Linked DNA regions of Dromaius novaehollandiae: region 1 is linked to region 2. Evidence: chromatin contacts called from public Hi-C data. All regions are on one chromosome and are shown on one strand. Each heading gives the region's core, a stretch centred on a gene start, on an enhancer-like site or on the middle of the called end of the contact. The rest is flanking DNA. Distances are from core to core; before and after follow the strand shown. Region 1 holds the start of CHCHD7 (coiled-coil-helix-coiled-coil-helix domain containing 7). Region 2 has its middle 31 kb from the start of SDR16C5.

Region 1 (6,611 bases), core at 1,094-3,593, 68 kb before region 2:
AACTACCCTGAAGACCTGCTATACACAAAAGAAATACTTTCATCCAAACAAATCTGCATGTTTTCCCCCTATCGAGCTGTATTAATTTATCAGACCAGGGCTGATTTAACACCTTTCCATTAAAAAAAAAAAAAAACAAAAAAAACACCACCACACCATCCCTTTGCTAGAGGCAGAGGTACTGCAGAGGTGATGATAACTATGGGAAAAGAGAAGCTGTCTCTTTAAAATGCCCTGCTATGTCCCTGATCCCACGTGGAACCAACATCAGCAGCACTTTCGCATTAACTTCAATGTGAGGCAAGATGAGGCATCATTATTTTATATAAATAAAACGAGGAGACTGCAGAATACATTCTTGGTAGGACACAAACAGGTGAACTGAGCATGCCAGGGAAACCAGCAACCAGCCGCAGGAGAGGTGCCCTGCCTCTGAGCACTCTGGGCTTTCCCTATGGAGCATTACCTCAACCCCATACTCCTCTGAAGAATCCAGTTTAAATAGAGGAGGGAGCCACCAGGAAAACTTGAAATTGAAAGGCAACGAAACCGTACTTTATAAACCGGAAAGGTTTACTCTCTGCTTCACACATCCTAATTAGATCAGGAAAGTGACACTACAAAGGCATTGCATTCCGGTCCCAAAGAAAAAAAAAAGAGGGAGAGAAAAAGACAGGGAAAAAGGAAAGAGCCCCCATCTCCAAAAATCCCCCAAACACACAAAAAACATTGAAAAGGGAAGTTATAAAGCAGCATATACAGCATTTATCTTATCTAGGATCACTCCACATTACCCCAAAGTTATGCACTTTCTGCACTATCATCTGCCCCTACCTCTCTCTCCTGAAAGGGATTTTCACGTTTTCTCATTGTCGGTGGCGAGTTATAAGAGGCTTTTGCCTTTCCAAAGAATTCATCAACAAAAAAAAATAATAAATATTAACTCCTTGCTCCCTGAAACCTTAAAACGGGCTCAGGAAGACACGGGTTTTATTCTGTTACCTTGAGGAAGAAAAGGGGGAGCTGCCCCGATTTTTAAGTATTTTTTGGCATTTTTTCTGATTTTTATTTTGTTATATGCCTCAGTTCTCCCTCCATTTTGGTTGTTTATGATACTGACAACAAGCTGTCCCTGCTCTCTCTCTCTCTCTCTCCGGATCTCTCCTGCTTTCAGTTAGCAAACCCCCCTCCCCAATGCAACACGACTCAGCACTTACTTGGGTTCACACTTTTCTCTAAGCACACACCGATGGGGAAGGGAAAAGCCTCCGGGTCACTCGGAGGGGGAGAGCAGGCAAATTCGTTTCTTTATTATGAAAAAAAAAACTTTTGTCCAAAAAACGCAGGGAAAGGGGGGTCGAGTGCCCCAAAGTCACTCCGGATCCCCCCAAAGACGGAGCCGCCGGGGCCGGGGGACACCCCACGGGTAGCCGGGTCCGCGGGGGAAATTTCTGTGCGAAATTCAGCCGATTTGAGGCGGGGGGCGAATTTATATTAATTTTTTCCCTCATTTTTCGGCACCGCGGTCTCTAATGTCTTCCGCTCCCTCTCGCCGCTCTCGCCGCTGTCACTGCATTCACAGCACAGGCTCCGCAGAGGCGAGCAGGGGAGGGGGCGGCCGCGCAGCTCCTGCCCCGCGCCGCCGCCGCCGCGGCCCCGGCCCCGGCCCGCCGCGGGGGTCGGCGGCGGGCACCCCGCGCCCTCCTGCCGTCCCCCGGGCAGACCGCTGCCTCGCCCGCTTGCTCGCGAACCAGTATAGCGCCGCGGGGAGGGAGGGGAGGAGTGGAGGAAACTCCTGAGAGAGGTTTCTCTGAAAATCATCTCTTTCTCCCTGCGAGGAAGAAAGGAGGGGGGCACCGCTCGCATCCCCTCCCCTGTTTTTCCCCTCAAGGGGGGTCCGACGCAGGGCGGTGGGGGGCTGAGGGAGACGGGGGGAGAAGGATGGAAGGGAGGGATGATTAACACAAACTTTTCCTCACTGCTCGCTGCTCCTCTCCTCTCTCCCCCCTCCTTCTCCTCCTCCCCCTTCATAATTTAAATAACCCTGATATTTCCCTGCTAAACCCCGGCGCCGGCCCCCCAAACCCGCAGCAGACTCACCGCGGGAGCCTCAGCATCCCCTCTGCGCCCCGTTTCCACCCTTTACAGTGTTCTCCGATTTTTCTGTAATTTTTTCCCCATATTTCGGGCTGGACGCGGCGGGCCTGGAAATTGTTTGCTTTCCCGTCTTTCCAGCAGCCATTGTAGTGTATGCGCTGCGGTGCAGCCCAGCCTGCCGCACACGCCGCGCCCACACCGCCCGCCGCCCACACGCACCGCGGGTTGGACGCCTCCCCCCGTCAGTCAGCGCCGCGGCCGCGCCCCGCCGCCGGCGCCTGCGGCCCGCGCCGCCCGCACCGTTGGTGGAAGGAGGCGCCGCTCAAGCCCGGGGCGGGCCCGCCGCCGCCGCCATTGGCGGCCCGGCCGTGCCACTCAGCGCCGCCGGGGCGTGGGCGGCGGCGGCGCTGGGCCGGGGGGAGCCGCGAGGCCGGGAGCGGGGTAGGCTGCGCCCGTACTTAAGCGGGCTGCCCGAGCCGCTGACGTCTTTCGAATTGGAGACGGGGCTGCCCCCTCCCGCCGCGGGTTCCCGCGGACGCGGCCGGGGACGGAGGTGAGTGCCGCCGCCGCCGCCGGGGACCCGCGCCGCCCTCCTCCCGGGCGCCGCTCCCCCTGTGCAGTGCCGCTCCGGCTTCGGCTCCGGGGTGCGCTCGCTCGTCCTGAGGGAGGTGGGGGGAGCCCTGCCTCGTCGGGCGGCGGCGAGGGAGCCGCGGGGCCGGGCGGTGGCGGCGGCGGGCTGCGCTGCGGCCGGGCCCGGGCACCGCTCTCCGCGGCAGGTGGTGCCGAGCGCGGCCTGCGCGCGCGCGCCGGTGGCGGTTGGGGCGCCGGTGGCGGTTAGGCGCGCCGTTGCCCGCGCGGCGCAGGGAGAGCGGGACCGTGCCGCTGCCGCTCGGCGTGGGCCCCTCGCCGTCCGTGGGGGAGGCGGGCGCTGGCTGGCCCTGCGGTGGCCTCCTCTCACCGTCTGAGCCCGGCTCGCCCCCCTAGCCATGCTCCGGAGCCCGGGGCAGGCAGACCGGCTCTGTAGTGTGCAGCATGTAGACCTGCTCACTGCCTCCTTCCCCCTCCATTTTCCCCGTTGTAATATCGGTGAAAGCTGTAGTGGTTTTTACACAGCCTTTGCCCGAAGGTTTAATAGCCTGGTCTGTATTGCAGTATAACTAGCAATGCTCTATGTAAATATATACTTAAAAATCTTTTAATGGAAGGAGCCCATGGAAAATATCGTGATGGTTTATGAACTGAAAAAGCCTTAAGGTTGGAGAGTGCTAGCAACAAATATATTTCTCTGTGGTACAGTGCACAACTGTTAATGTGTTAAAACATAATTAAGAACTGTGGAATAGACAAGCCCTTGGTTGTGGTTGGGTTCAGACCTGTAGCCTTACAGCAGGAAGGGAAGCATGTAGATGTGTAAAAATTGTGGGAAAAGTTCACTTCCTGCCAAACTGTTAATTTAATCAAATAGCAGTGTTTGCATGTGACCTGCTTGCCCTTTCTAGCTGATAATGTTTCAGATTTTTGAAGAACTTTGGAAAGGGGAGGGAGGAGGGAATGTGTACAGGAACTATCAGACTTTTAATAGTACTAAGTACTATTAAAGCACTTTAGTTTAAGCACTTGCCTACTCTGAACTCAGCAGCTTCATGGGAGCCCAAACTGCCCGTTCATTAAGTAGGTGTTCAGTGTATTCTACACATTGTTTTCCTAGATTTGGCACATTAGTAGACCCTGGTACTGTAATCAAACTGAAAATGTTAACTCCAATGTGTATAATGAACAGTGCTGATGGTGCCCACAAATCATTTGGGAATCATCTTTGAGGAGAAGACTGAAGTCAATTAATACTGTACACCTTAAAACATACTTGCTTTGGTGGTACTTACTAACACTTCCAAAATCAGTGTAACACTGAGTTACAACTGGATGTAAACAAACCTCTGAAAATCTTGTGTCCATAGTACTGACTTAGATGAGGTATTGTGGTATGCTGCTTCTGTTTTTTTGTTTGTTCCTGCTTTCAAATCTGGGATAATGCTATTGTTCTGCTTGCCTGTGTCCCCATTTTAGTTCTAAGTGCCTGGTCAAAAAATACTCCTGCACCCATTTAAGGAAAAAAAAAAAAAAAAAACAACTTAGCTAGCTATTAAAGCTAGCTTAAACACTGGATGGTTCTCAAAGGAAAGTTGAAGGGTTTCCTGATGCTTTTTTTAAGACCTGTGTCCATAAAATTGTTTGTGTCAATGGGGAGTAAAAGAAAGTGCTCTAGCTGCTATGAGATTATACTGAAGTTCTAAATGTGAAAATTAAGGTTTATTTACTCTGTTTACTTTTACTGGAGGAAAAAAACCTTCTTCTAGAACATTGTTTTCGGTGAGTTTCTCTGTGGGTAATGGCCAGCAGTATTTGACTTTTTGGTAGCTGATATTGCACAGAATCAGCTTTTTACTGCAGACCTACAGTAATCAATCACAAACATGAACAGAAACACATTTGAGCATGGACTTAGGAGCAATATCTTAAGAAAAAAATAAACTGAGACCAAGCAAAGGTGCTGTTTCTTCATCTCTGTAGTCAACTGTACTTCAGTTTTGCTGTTAAGGACCATCTTTTCCTCAGTCCTGTGTTCCTATGTGTGTTGGCTCAAACAGTCACGTGGTAAACATTCATTTAGCTTTTTTGTTAGAACTGGTCTTTGGAACTGCTGCTTTCACCACCACATCTCTTCCAGAGCTAATGCATGGGATGTAGCAAAGGGTCTGCTGATAACATCAAGAAGAGCAATCTTGAATCAACTAGGCTATTGGCACTGGATTCTCACTGTCTCTCAAGCTCACAGTTCCTAGACTCAGTGCCAGGCTAAAACTGGTCAAAAATGAGGTTTCAGGCTGTCAAGCATGCTGTAAGTGGCTATCTCCTTGCAGAGAAACAGCTTTTTTTCTGTTGTCAAATACCTGTCTGATACAGCAATATAGGAGAAAGCTTCTATACATCTGGGAAAGATCAGTAAAGGATGCAGATGTCATGATCCAGTCAAAGAGTAGGTACAAGTCTGGGGAAGTTTTTTTGTGCTTTGCTTCCCAGCCCCGTTAACTGAAGGATGAGTGTCTGAAGTGTTGGCTGTTTCATGTAGCTGTTTGTCCAAAATACTAGACATGTTAACCTGCTTAGCAATGTGACAGGCTGGTGTAAGGGACACCACAGTGGCTTCACTCCTGGTAGGAATTTATCAGGTAGTAACCATCTTGGTGATGGACTAAACTGGTTTGAGTTGTCTTGCTGTTAGACAGTGCCTTTCTTTCTTTCCCCTCCCCTTTGAAATACAATTTTGCAAAACAGTTGTTTTCTTTAAGCTATTTGTGCAGAACTGAGGTCTTCACTAGATGCTGAGAAGGAAATTCAAGTTTAATCCTCCAATGCAACAAAAAATACATATCTAATGTGCTTCTTTTTTGTTTCTAACCAAGGTGCAAGCATCCATCTAGAAGGTCCAGACATGCGCAACAGCTTAGAGACCATAATACAAACCCATGTGTAGTGGTAAGATCAAATTGTGATTTCTGCTTATACATTTTTAGGCTAAAATATTAAGATAATTCTTGCAGAAATTGCACTGTGGGTAGCACTTTTGCATGAAGATCTTGCATAAAATTTCTTTAAGAGTTTGAAGTGGGGGAGGGGGGAGGGGGCAGAGACAAGCTGAAAATCACTTTGTAGCAAGTGTGAAATGGCAACCAGTAATTCTTCATAAATAGGAGTAACACAAATAGTAGCAATCTTCTGAAATTTGTGTCCTTAATTTAAGAGTCAAATCCTGGTTAGACAAGGTTGGTATAACCCACAGAAGACTTTTAAAATGAACCAAGCATCTTCGCAAACAGCTATCCTGTGGACTCCTGTCCTAACTTTTGTCTCCAAATGAATTGGGCTTGCTTGGGGCTACTTACTATGCTTTGTGATGGATGTTAGCCTCCTTTCCTCAATATTTTTTCATCTGAGTAGCTGCCTTTTATCTTTGTAGACATTCAATGATTCTTTAGAATTTGTATACTTTTAGTATGGTAACTTCTCACAGGTCTGAAGTATCCTTTCCCTGTTAAAGGAAACAGATGCCTCTAGAAAATGTATGGATGACAACTATGACAAGAGTATGTGTACTGATTATTTTTTGAAGTACAAAAGCTGCAGAAAATTCTGGGTAAGCAGGTTTAAGCACAGTAGAGCTGAAATTTTACTCCATACTTTGCTGTAACTATATTACTTCTGATAGACTGCTTTCTGGACTCTTTAGATTTAATTGGTGCTGACTACTCCTGTTTTTACAGTGACCTACAGACCTAGGTATAGTTCCTAGGTAGTCTCAATATGTGCTGCTGGAAGACTTAAGCAGATGTACATCAGACTATACTTGGCTCTCCTAAGTTTACCCTCTTAGATTTGTAAGTGAATGTTCTTACAATACCTGATATGTTTCCCTCTGAATCTAAGCCAGATATTTCTAGTAACAAGTTTTGTTT
Region 2 (7,061 bases), core at 1,274-3,773:
GTACCATGCATTTAGTACGCAACCTGCATCAAAAGTCGTATGTATGTGCAAGCAGCCAAATGAGAGGATCTGTTTTCTCAGGTACCTCTCTAGGCATAAAGCAGATTCAGTCAGTGGAAAGCACTGAAGTGTCACAAACAGATCCAGCTACCATTAAAACTGCCATTCTACTGTCTAAGATTAATTCAAGAGCTTGCAGCTGTCCATCTGATGCCACACAGGCTGTAATGATATTCGTGATTGTATCTGCAGTGCACTTTTTTCCTAGTCTCCCAGTGTTTTTATTGGTGAAACAGAGAACAAAGATTCTCTATTCTCCTTCTTCATGCCACCCTTACTCTGTAGACCTCTTATCATATTTCCAGCTGTCTCTTCACCAGGTTTAGTAATCCTAATCTATTTTAACTGTTCTTTATAGGAAGACTATTCTATGGTTCAAAAATGATCCTTGCTAGGTTTCTCTCTACCTTTTTATTTCTGCTATGACCTTTCAGTCATGCACTTGGTATTCATAATACACTTATACTGATTTTACACAGTGATGTTATTTTTGTCTTGTTCAGTATTCATTTCCTAATAGTTCATAATATTTCCTTTCATTTTTATACCATTACTTAATACTGGGTTGGCATTTTCATGTAACTACCTTTTTATGGACAGCTTGGGTCCATCATTACATTTGTAGGCAAAGTTAGGATTGTTTTTTCCATATATATCATTTTACATTTGTCTACATAAATGTAATATCCTTTGCTATTTTGCTACCTCGTCACTCAATCTCTTGAGGTTCTTCTGCAGTTCTTCATTGTCAGCCCAACTCATTTTTACGTGCACCACCAGCAAACTGTGTGATCTTCCAAGTCGCACCTTTTTGTGGTCATTCTGGATATAGTGAACAGATCAGGTCTGAGCACAGGTTCTAAAGATTTTCTGTGTAGTCTGTGATAATTGACATTTATTCCTACATCTTGGAGTATTTTTTTAAACAACTATTAATCACATGGTGGCTTTCCTGTTAGTTTTTGTTAGTGTTATTTTCTGTAATCTTGTCAGATGTCTTTTATGAATCTATATAGACTATGTCTACTGGATCTCCATTTTCACGTGCTTATTGATTCCTTCAAAGAAGAGGCAGTAGATCTGCAAGGTAATATAATAGTTTTCCAAAAATACATGACATTCTATCTTTATTCTGCATTACCAGCACCAGTCATTTACAGGAACAGATAGTGCCTCTGCTTAGTATAGGTAGAGATATACTGAATGCTATGAATGACAATGGACACATAAAAACATGGAGAAAGAATATTTGTGGAATATATGATTTGTTTGCTTTTCTTTCTACTGCTTTGATAATCTTATAACAGAATTGCAACAGTATATGCATTGTACATCTACCATTCACAGTTTCCTCAATCAAGGAATATTGCTGATATAACTTACATTTTTCCATCCTGAGTGGTTACACACAGTCTGCTTCTCATTGGTTACCAGAAATTATTACTCTTTCCTATTCTATTGCAACAAAGATGTGCAAAATGCAAAGCACTGTTACCAAGCTTCTGTTTTGACCAAACACCAGTTTGTTCCGTGCTGTGAATAATAAAGTAAAGGAGTGCTGTGGCTGGAAAAAAATGGAAAAATTAATCTCGACAGGCATATTGTATTTAACTGTTCAGGTCACTAAATCTTCAGTCTTCATTGTGATCAATTAACTGCGGAAAATAAAATAGCAGATGTTATAGTGCTGAGGTGGGGACTACATGCCAGCCCAGTGTGGGTTTCAACAGGCAGCACCTACTCTACAGAAGAGATGGGATTACCTGGCCTCAGGCCTGGACATAGACCTACAAAGCCATTTAGCTTGAGTGGCTAAATTCTGCTACTGTTAATGGAAATGACTTTAGATAGAGAAATAGTCTGTCAGTCCATTCCCACCCTCCCACATCTTCCCACAGCCCTTGACATGCTCAAGCATGAGAATATGCTGTTTCCTCTGAGAGAAATGGGAAGGATTACGGACAATGTGCTAAGCTGTTCTGAGTCCTTCCTGCAAGCTTGCAGTGATGAATAATTGCTAACTACCAACACACTGCTCACATGTAGAGTTCAGGAAGGATCTCTCTTGGGTCTTTTATTTTGTCAGCCTCAAATGGTCAGGTGGCATGGACTCAGATACTAGAAAGAGGTAGGTGATGAACTGCTCAATCTATTAGTTACTCCATACAACCATCCTGCTTTTGTCCTGTTGGCTCTGTACTTGGACAAAGTTAGCCCAAGGATGGAAAACAGCTGTGTGAAACAGAATCCATGCAAGAATCAGGAAGTGAGGAAAGCCTTTCTGTGGAGTGCAAAATGCAGTCTACTTTGGAGTTAGTCGATCCACATCTGTAATTGATCAACTGAATCCATAATTTAGAATTCCTCTTGCATTCCTCGATTGTGCATTCCTTGATTGTGCTAAGTTCAGACATAGCATTACCCATGAGTAATGCTTACTATGAGCTTTGATTGGCTAGAAGACCCTATCCCATGCTGGCAGACAGTGACACGTTACTCAGTTATTCATGCTTCACTTGCTTCCTGGCTGGACTACAAGAGTCTGATATATTTGGTCACCAAACTTTTCAGCACTTAGAACAATCCACCTAGAATAAAAAGCCCTCAGCCATGCTGTTTATTTTGAGTATATCAGATCTGTCCTCGGCTGTCTACATTCTCTTCCTGTAAAGAAGTCAAACCCAAGTTTTGTCCGTCTCATCACAGCGGGGTTTCCCGCAATAACCAAAAAACATCTAGAGCCTTGTGCTGACAGCTACGCCTGTCCCTGTAGAGCATTCCCCCTGCTCCCAGTCTCCACCTTAGTAGGGATAAATGCTGTCATAAAAGTTGTCTATCAAGAAGACAGAATGTTCTTGGAGGCCACTCTGAAATTGTGAAATAAATATCCTGGGAAATAAGGACAGTTGCAAACCTGACTTTCCAATTGTGTACAAGACACAATTATTTGACTTTCTCTAGCAAAAACACTGAAGCAACATAAATATTTATAAACAAACCAACCCTACCAAAAGACAACACTTCACTGCCCAAGCATCTCCCCTTGGGAAGAAGATGAGAGGACAAACAGCATGCAACAAGCAAGTCATGCTGCTTAATATATCTTGGAATGATTTTCTAATGCCATGCTAATAAGTGAGGTATAAAGAATTTTTGCAAAGCTGAGCAGAACAGAGCTGAGAGCCTAGTTCCCATGATGTGAGCTGGTCCTGATGTGACCCTGACACCTGCTTCTTTGAACAACGTGTAAATGGGTAAAAAGTAAACACACCCTTTCCTTCAAATGCATTTGGTTCTGCCATTTGAACATTTGAAATACTGTCGTAGGGTGTGACATACAAGTTGTGAACACTCAACATTTTTCTCATGCCGTAGTCAAGTTCTTATGTTTGAGGCCCAAACCCTGCAAAAACGCCCCCAATTTTCTTCTGTGCTCGGTCCCAAATCCCTTGTCCAATGAATACCAGCCTCTACTTCCTCCATCAGATCCCAGTTTTTTATGCAGCTTACAAAGCTTCCTTGTCCATGACAAAAGCTCTTAGGCAGACTAAACAAATAAATAAAATCAAATTAATTCCCCAGCTAAAAAAGTATTTGTCATACTGATAGGAAAGTGCAAAACCTAATACTAATGAGACAATAAAACTAAATAAAGATAATGTCTGTATTTTAATCTCCTACCTTTCATAAGAAAGCTACTTACGCAACAGAAACCTAAAAATATATAACACTTAAATTGTAAGCCATTTCAATGATTAACAGAATTGTAAGCACTTAAAAGAAAAACAGGGTTTTGGAAACCTGGTGACAGAGATTCCTGTCAAAGTTTCATGAAGGACTTGTCAGAGCAAACAAACTTCCGTGTTACGTATTTCTTCTTATATAAATAAGTACAAACTGTGTCTGCACAGGAATACTTTTTTTTAGTGGTTATGACCATTGCTTACGGTGCCATGCAAACACAAGGTATTATTATTATGTGTTTTCTCTACAAAAATACAAATTTGTAGCACTGCCAAAAAACATTCAGAGTTTAATTTATAGCTTCACAGTTTAATTTGTAGAACTACTTAACTCAGATGGAGATTTATTGATCGCTAAAGGTCATGCTGGAGCTCACACCACTGGAGCCTTAGATAATAGAGAAGATATTGAGTCTAGCAATCATTAATTGAAGCTTGCTTTCTTTCAGACTCTAAGTAAATCCCAGAGCAACCACAGAATCTTTCCTGGCACTTTTCTTATTCTTCATATGTTCTTACCCTTCACAGAGGCAAGTTCTCCTTTTTACAAGAAGCAGTATTTCACCTCTTGTTCTGAGGTTTTCGGAGATAGTGAAAGATTGAGCCACTGGAAATTAATTTCAAAAGTTGGCCAGGATAACATTTCTCTATTCTGAGGTGAAATGTGAATTGTACTGTACTTACCCTTTAATTAATTGTATGCATCTAGAATACTCTGTGATACGAACTAACATTCTCTGTGTTTTACTGTAAAATTAGTGTTTGCGTTACCTTACCCCTTGCTGAACTATGTGCATACCTGCACACACTGACATGTAATTTATAGCTGAATGCCATAACCTGAGGAATTCGTTTTATGATTTCTCCGCATCACGCTCTAATTTTAGAAATAACAAGTAGCTGGAAAAACACAAAGAAATTCTAAGAACACGCATGCCACCAAAATCGGTAAATGTGATTAAAGAGGGGAAGTTTCAAGGCAATAGTTTATTTTGGGGATGTAGTTTTTGATTCATTTTATATTTAAATCAGTTGAGAAAACTAGCTTCTAGAGAGGAAAGAAATTATACATGCTCCGTAACAACATATTCCCTCTTTCCTATTTCATTCTTTACTTAATTATATGCTTGTCTGCCTTCAAGTATTTTCCTATCATATTATTTAAAGGCAGTTATCTAACACCCTACCCAGCCCCCTACATCATCAAACAGAAGGCAAGGAATTAGGAACAGGGAAAATTCTGAACTATTTACTGCTAAGTAGAGTAAACAGTTTACACAGTTTACACAGAGATTATTTAGAAGTTACCTTGTCTGAAAATACTTCTTTTACTGTTTTACATACAATGTGTAAATATATATTAAAGTAACTTACCTTTTTTTGCTGCTTTACAGGGAAGAGCTAAGAGTCCAGCTAGATTTAGTATTAGACTGAGTATGAGTTATGTGCTTTTTTAATGGATAAACAGAACGGTATTTGTGAAAAAATAAACAACAATTTTCATGGCAGCATTTTGTTTAAGAGACAATAAGAATGACCATAACATCCTGACAAGTCCTAAATATCACATAGAAAATGTTATCTAAAGAAGGACTATATCTAAACAATCCATTAATTCTGTAGTGACTAGAGAAGAAGTTTGAAATGCTAGTTTTAAGAATTTTAGAGCCATCTAGTTTCAGTCCTTTCTGTTCTGAACAATGAAACTATCTAGATTGTTGAAAATCTCAAGGTGATTTATGATAAGTAATATTATTTTCCTAGGTATAAAACTGAGGTGGCAAATAGAGAATATTTATTAGCTCATAAAATTGCAGAAGCCTCCTTCTCCTTTCTCATCCTCAGTAATTCTATCTAAAACCAATATGGTTAAGTCATACTATGTATGCATTCCTTTGCATCACTGAGATTCATTTTCATGTTATATTTGCAAGATTGCAAATAAAGAAACAAAAATAGATGAATCCATATGGCTAAGATCCCACAGTAGATACAATCATAGAAATTAATAAATTGCTGGCATTTGAGATCATCAGAGCTGTTTGCTTTCAGTCTTTTCACTTTCATTGAGTGAATCTTCAACAGACTGAATAATTTCTCTCAATGAAATATTCCAAGGTAAATAGGAAGGAGATTAGCACCACTTCTGAGTGCCAAGCTGACACTTAGTTAGCCCAGAAATTTTTAAGTGTCCCCCCTCACTAATTATAACTAAAAAAACCTCCTGTTAAATTCATATCTATATTAATATATAGTTTTTACAATATGCTTTTTAGATATTACTGTAATACTTTCTACATTAGTAATAGATATGATGGTCTTAAATTTCTGACACAATTCTTCGCGATGTGTTTGAAGTTCTCAGGTTGCAAATGGAGAAACACATTCACTTAAGCCATTTAGTTGAGAGAACAGTCAGTAATAGAGGCTTCAGAAACTGGAAATTGCCGATTTCTCACTCAGAGGGCATTCTGCCAGAGAATTCTGCTTGAGACTTATGGAAATTCTTGGACTAAATATATGCATGCATGGGACTGGAAAAAGCATATGAAGTACGTGTTTCTATAGGAATCCTATTAACCTAAAATATAACAAGATTTGAAAACACTTTTTCTTTACGAATCAGCTTGAAACAGACTGTAAGCATGACATCTTATTGCACATTTTTACTAGGTTTATAGTAATTGATGCTTGCTAATCAATATTCGGCAGAGAGAAGGAAGAGATCATGGGGAGAAAGGACACATTCTTAAGTGTTTAAGTAAAAATGTGTGTGCATTTTGCCACTTAAATTTCAACCGTTAGCTTCCCGATGACATATTCTATGTCTGAAGTAGAAAATGAAAATGAGCACCAGATAAAACAAGAAATGTGGATTTCAAATTAGTGTAAAATTTTACTTTTGAGATTCCTTATTTTAAAACAAGATATTTTAGTATTGATTTTCTAGTCTCACAGACATCTCTCTCAATAAAATATATAAGAACAGCTGCAGACTGTGAGATTGAAACAATGAATAAATAACACTTCTGCACTAGTATTTCCAGAGCCTGATGAAATTTATAGGACTTTTTCCCACAGCAACTGGCTTGTTCAAACATTTACTAACTCATGCTATACATAAATATTCAGACCTCTACTTTTGTAAATGCATGCCTAATCTGTGTGCCAGCTGAAAGGGACTCTCCATTTTCAGTTTCCTGCAGTGAGATGGACACTTATCTGGGAAGGCAGACTTAATTCCTGTGCTCACATACA

The links. Hi-C and Micro-C count contacts between places; a contact is called where the count stands out from the background.
Region 1: a Hi-C map of ovary shows a contact between it and region 2, with 2.2 times the contacts expected there. The contact joins the promoter of CHCHD7 here to the enhancer-like site in region 2. A contact is called at or near these places in 3 of 4 Hi-C or Micro-C datasets (brain, liver and ovary).

What each region holds. Positions count from the first base shown.
Region 1 is chr2:135,030,648-135,037,258 of bDroNov1.hap1, reverse strand. CHCHD7 (coiled-coil-helix-coiled-coil-helix domain containing 7) reads left to right here and starts at 2,343. Exons shown (of 4, transcript XM_064505503.1): 1 at 2,343-2,650; 2 at 5,562-5,634; 3 at 6,197-6,292. The coding sequence starts at 2,343. It overlaps PLAG1 (PLAG1 zinc finger), which reads right to left and starts at 2,322. Exons shown (of 4, transcript XR_010387966.1): 1 at 2,101-2,322.
Region 2 is chr2:134,962,278-134,969,338 of bDroNov1.hap1, reverse strand. No RefSeq gene overlaps it. Among named protein-coding and RNA genes, the nearest start is that of SDR16C5, 31 kb to the right of the region's middle. Within about 2 kb of position 2,523, at least 2 of the 2 cell types and tissues checked have open chromatin away from gene starts, as enhancers often do.